2 separate regions of the Ovis aries genome follow, and region 2 is linked to region 1. A link is a contact called in public Hi-C data. All regions are on one chromosome and are shown on one strand. Each heading gives the region's core, a stretch centred on a gene start, on an enhancer-like site or on the middle of the called end of the contact. The rest is flanking DNA. Distances are from core to core; before and after follow the strand shown. Region 1 has its middle 170 kb from the start of CDCA7L. Region 2 overlaps RAPGEF5 (Rap guanine nucleotide exchange factor 5).

Region 1 (2,700 bases), core at 95-2,594:
AATGAATGAACTCTCCAAGAGAGAATCAAAACAGCTGTTACATGGTGACATAGTGAACTAACCAAGCCCTCCTCCCTCCCTGTGATTCTACATCATCTCAGAATGTAAGAGAACGGTCTCAGTGAGGATAAATGACTTGCCCAAGGCCACAGTTCCTAGAAGAACGTGGGGCAGGCACCAGAATTCATGTTTCCCTGATTCATACTCCAAGGATCTTTCTACTGGAACACTGAGTGAAATAAACCAAAGGGCAAAGAAAATAGTGGGAGAAAACCCAGCTGTCCTTTAACACCTACCCAAAGACACTAAGCAACTCTGAACTGCCAGAATTTGAATAATTTTAAAAACCCTAAGATTGGGAACTTTTCTTAAAGGAAAAGTAACTCTGTCAAAAAACAGTGTTTCCAGGGACTCCCCTGGTGGTAGAGGGGATAAGAATCCACCTGCTATTGAAGGGAACATGGGTTCAATCCCTGGTCCTGAAAGAGTCCACCTGCCACGCAGCAACTAAGCCCGTGCGCCACAACTACTGAGTCTGCACTCTAGAGTCTGAAGAACGTAACCACTGAAGCCTGGGTACCTGGAGCCCGTAGTTTGCAACACGACAAGCCACCATGAAGAGTAGTAGCAGCCCTGGCTCCCACAACTAGGGAGAAAGACCACGAGCAGCAACTAAGATCCGGCACAAGGTAAATAAATTTTTTTTTTTTAAAGATTAAATGGTAAATGAAAAGACTGCTTCCAAAAGAACATATCTGTGAAACAGAAACGGACTCAGACATAGACTTGTGGTTGCCAAGGGGTGGTGGGTGGGGAAGGGATGGACTGGGAGTTTGGGATTAGCATATGCAAACTATTATATAGAGAAGGGATAAACAACAGGTCTTACTGTAGAGCTTAGGGAACTATATTCAATGCCCTGTGATAAACCATAACGGAAAAGAATATGAGAAAGAATCTGTGTGTGTGTGTGTGTGTATAACACTGAAAATCACATTGCTGTATAGCAGAAATTAACACAAGATTGTAAATCAACTCTACTTCAGTAAAATAAACTTAAACAAAAAGAGTGTCTCCCCATGGGGAGGGCTGAGTACCAGAATATGAAACATACAAACTGCCGTATTTATCATCCAGAGGCCGTTTGTCATCCAGTCAATCCTCCCCATTCCGACCCCAAAACAGTCAAGCCTTGGGTCCAAAACAAGCTGGCATCTCCAAAACGGAAGGACTGTTTGGAGACCCAGTGGCCAGGCACTGCCAGTCAGAGAAGGGGCAGCGTCCCAAGCCCTGCCCTGTGCTACTCTGAAATGCCTGTTTATCTCCATCTGTACGGTGTCTTCTGGCTTCCAGGCTGAGTCTGTGCTTTGTCCCCTGCCTTTACTGACCTCGTTGATTCTGCAGGGTAAGCTCAGCCCCAGGCCAATGGGAATTTCAATGCATAATGTGAAACACAGGTTCCAGGAGGGCCGCTGGCTGCTCTCCACATCTTGACTCTGGACTCTCCAGAGAATCTGTGGCCCCAACCCCGTTGGTGTTGAAGAACAAAAGGAGCCCAGCGGCGACCACTGGGGCCACTGCGCGTGACTGAGGGGACCTGTCCTTCTTTTCCAGCTGAATCTGCCGTCAAGGCTCTTTCATGGGAAAGAAGAGGAAAGAAGGAAACCGAGCTTTATACCTTCATTCCATCCCCCTCCACCCCAATTTGGGGCACCAGGCTAGTCACACCTGGGAATGTTCAGCAGCTTATACATGGCTGGGGCAACAAGGGCGCTCAGCCATTGTGAGAGTCAGGCAAATTCTTAGCCCTCGTGGGATCTGGGAGTGGCCAAAGTTTAGCCCTGGCAGGACTGTTGGGGAGAAGAGGTGGGGTGGAGCGGAGGACAAGGGTTCTCTGCGCCCCTAGCAGTGAGAGGGTCATTTCTGAGCAGGCCTCAGCTAATGCCTCCGGAGGTCTCCTCTGAATTGCGGACAGCGTTCAGGGCCTCGAGGAAGAACGTGACCGTGGTGGCCCTGGGACCTCTGAACTGCTGGCACAGACCTCAGGTGTGGCCTAGCTGGTACCTGCTCTGGGAAAGGGGACTTGGATTCACCCTGGCTATACGCATTCAGGAATGTGCTGGAATCGCTTCCAGCTCCTCCGACATCACAACACTGGGAAGGGGCTGAAGCGACCTCTAATCCACAGCCCCCGGAGCTCTTCAGCCAACTCCCGTCATCCGCGGGGTCCTGGAGCGGGCAGCGCTGGCCCCGCAAGGCTGCGAATCCCGCCGACGCTGCAGCATCGCTGGGCCGTGAACTGTGCCCTTCATCTGCGCCTGGGACACCTACCTGAGGGCTAAACCTGGGCCGGCGGAGACAGCCAGTGGGGAGGAAATCCACGCAGGCCTGAGGGCCCCGGCCAGCCTCCCCCGCGGCGCTGAGGCTGGAGCGTCCCTTGGAGGGGCGGCGAGTAGCTGCCCTGCCAGCAGCGGCCTCACCCCGGGCAGGTGCGCGCGTGCAGGGCGGATCGTGCGTCTCGTTCACGTTCACGGCCGTAGCCCCGCGAGAGCACAGCACCGCCTAGTGCCGGAGTGCCCGCTGGGTAATGGGGATGGTAGAATGGAGAGTCCTCTGGCTTGCGGGCTTGCCTGAAAGGTTGAGCTTGGCTGAAGTGAAGCGAGGAGGAGGTAATGGCACCCCACTCCAGTACTCTTGCCT
Region 2 (2,745 bases), core at 174-2,673, 180 kb after region 1:
GCTGGGAGGGCTGTAACACAGGTGGTTGAATGAAGACAGCCAAGTTCCCACACAGCCTAAATCATCCGAGTCAGTGTTAAGAGAGAAACATGTCTTACTCGTCCTGAAGGAATTATTAGGCTGCCTTTCCCCACACTGCAAGTTCAGTATTCCTAACCCCGTACCCCCCACTTCTCCTCCTCCCACACCAAGGAAAAAGAGTTAGAAAAAAATACATTCTGGATGACTTGATTTGGCTTTCAGTTTGAATGCTGCTGCTGCTGCTGCTGCTGCTAGGTCGCTTCAGTCGTGTCCGACTCTGTGCGACCCCATAGACGGCAGCCCACCAGGCTCCTTCATCCCTGGGATTCTCCAGGCAAGAACATTGGAGTGGGCTGCCATTTCCTTCTCCAATGCATGAAAGTGGAAAGTGAAAGTGAAGTTGCGCAGTCATGTCCGACTCATAGCGACTCCACGGACTGCAGCCCCCAGGCTCCTCTGTCCAAGGGAGTTCCTAGGCAAGAGTACTTGAGTGGGGTGCCATTGCCTTCTCCGTCATTTTGAATAAGTTACCACAATTGTTCCTTCTTCCTCCAGAGATTACCCTTAACAACCAATGCACTCACTTCTTTCAAATGATCTATTCAGCTTAGATGTAAAAGTTATTTTGTATAGAAGATGAATTTTGTTTCTTCACATTCGCCTAAGAACCTGCAATAGTTCCATTTTCCTTCCAGATTTAAACATTTTATTTTAAATGGAAAAAAAATCTATTTCTTTTTTTTTCTTAAACGCATCCTTAAAGAAAAGAATTGTATTTACATAGGGACAGGAGGTAGTTTCCTCACAGTGTTAAAGGGATTAGAGAGAAGACAGCAAATTCAGGAACCCCAGTGTGGAACTGTACAGGCAGAACTTTGCAGCCTTCAGATATCAAAAAGGTTATTAAAAGAACCATACAATTGGGTTTTCAGCTTGTGAACAGACAGTGTAAGTTACTGAGTCAAGAGGACTTTAGAGGGCATTTCAGTAGAATAGGTAAAAATGCATGGATAATATAGTGGAATGGATACCATAGGACTAAGAATAACATATAAGAATGGAAAAAAAAATTTTCATACAAACAGCAAGAGCAGTAAATTACTAAAAGTGAGGGCTTCCCTGTTGGCTCAGATGATAACAATGAATGAATGAATCTGCTTACAATGTGGGAGACTCAGCTTTGATCCCTGGGTCGAGAAGATCCCCTGGAGAAGGGCATGGCAACCCACTCCAGTATTCCTGCCTGGAGAATTCCAGAGCGGGCATTATGGGCTACAGTCCATGGAGTCGCAGAGAGTCGGACACGACCGAGCGACTGACACACTCACTGCACTCCACAGGCTGCCACAGACTGCAGACATCACGGAAGCTCTGCAGTCAAGGCAGGACTTGGGCTCCCCCTTGAGGGGTGGGAAGAACCCAACCAGACAAGGAAAGAGCAGACCTTCACAAGGACACGAGGGAATAAACAGCTGTGGGATTCAGGCTACAGTGAATGGAGATCACCACACTGGAGCAGAAGCTATGATGGGATCATACGCACTGGACCTTAGGAAGGGCTGTGGCAACCTAACTGGAAGAGGATGATATCCCCCAGACACCTTCCTTTTCTCTGACCATAGTTGATTCCAAGTCTGGATAACCTAATTTTTGATTAGGTTAAAAAATTTGTCCCAAAACATTTTACCAGAGCTTAGAAGTTTGCTTATAACCCAAGTACAGAGAAACAAACAAAGAAAAAGATATATTCTCTGCAGAAGAGACTTGCAGTAGGTTTAGTAATTTTATCTTTTCATAGTTTGTACTTATAATATGGGATTAAACAGGTCTATAGCTCCCCGCTGCCAATTTTCCCAGAGGAATTACCACTCCCATATGTACTCGATCACATCACGAGGAAAAGAATGTGCTGACAGGGCACGCTACAGTGACTGTCAACTCCAAAGGCATGGCACTGGGCACGGTGATTGGAGCGACAGGAGACTGCAAGTAATATGCAGTTAATATTAGAAACCAGACTTTTTCAAATAGGCTCATTTTTAGAACCTGCAGCAGACTTAGGGTTTCCCTGTAACAAGGTCCTCTCACTGGCATTCCAATCTGCCTCCTCAGTAGCGGAGAAAGGAGTGGAGCTAGCCATGAGGACTGCTTGCAAGTTTACTGCAGACCCCCTCATGCCCCCATCACTCTGGGCACACCCATCAGGACTGCACACACTTCCAAGTTCAGGACAGGAAATGGTTAAGCAGAGCTGCCAGAGAATGCCAGTCTATGGAGTCACAGGAAGTCACAGCCACCTCTAGCTTAATGCGACTCTTTCTTAGAAAGCTTTTTAAAATTTATTGAAATGCTCCTTGATTTTCCTGGGAAACTTCTGGCCTATGTTAAAAGCATATTACATTAAGGAACTTTTTCCGTACTTAGTCGAATGATGCATTCTATTTGAATTTGCTTTACCATGGCAAGGTCCTCTATGAACAGTGGTGGTGCCAGGGGCACTGAATTCATAACCATTTCAGAGTCAGTCTAACATGTTTATAGCTTCTGATTATCACATCTCAGAAGGGAAGCAAGGATGACCCCCACAACTCCTAGGCACACACTCTAGCAGGTGTTAAAAGCGCAGGTGTGAGAGCCAGACAGACATGGGACACACCACACACCACGTGTGTGACCTTAGATAGGTTACCTGATCTGTATGCCTCAGTTTCCTCACTTTAAAAT

Evidence for each region. Hi-C and Micro-C count contacts between places; a contact is called where the count stands out from the background.
Region 2: a contact with region 1 is called in a Hi-C map of hypothalamus, with 6 times the contacts expected there. The contact joins two enhancer-like sites. A contact is called at or near these places in 2 of 16 Hi-C or Micro-C datasets (hypothalamus and tail adipose tissue).

What each region holds. Positions count from the first base shown.
Region 1 is chr4:31,822,602-31,825,301 of ARS-UI_Ramb_v3.0, forward strand. No RefSeq gene overlaps it. Among named protein-coding and RNA genes, the nearest start is that of CDCA7L, 170 kb to the left of the region's middle. Within about 2 kb of position 1,345, at least 9 of the 54 cell types and tissues checked have an H3K27ac peak or open chromatin away from gene starts, as enhancers often do. A contact at or near this core is called in hypothalamus, where this site is marked.
Region 2 is chr4:32,006,193-32,008,937 of ARS-UI_Ramb_v3.0, forward strand. The region is part of intron 6 of RAPGEF5 (Rap guanine nucleotide exchange factor 5); the gene reads right to left. Among named protein-coding and RNA genes, the nearest start is that of RAPGEF5, 140 kb to the right of the region's middle. Within about 2 kb of position 1,424, at least 12 of the 54 cell types and tissues checked have an H3K27ac peak or open chromatin away from gene starts, as enhancers often do. A contact at or near this core is called in hypothalamus, where this site is marked.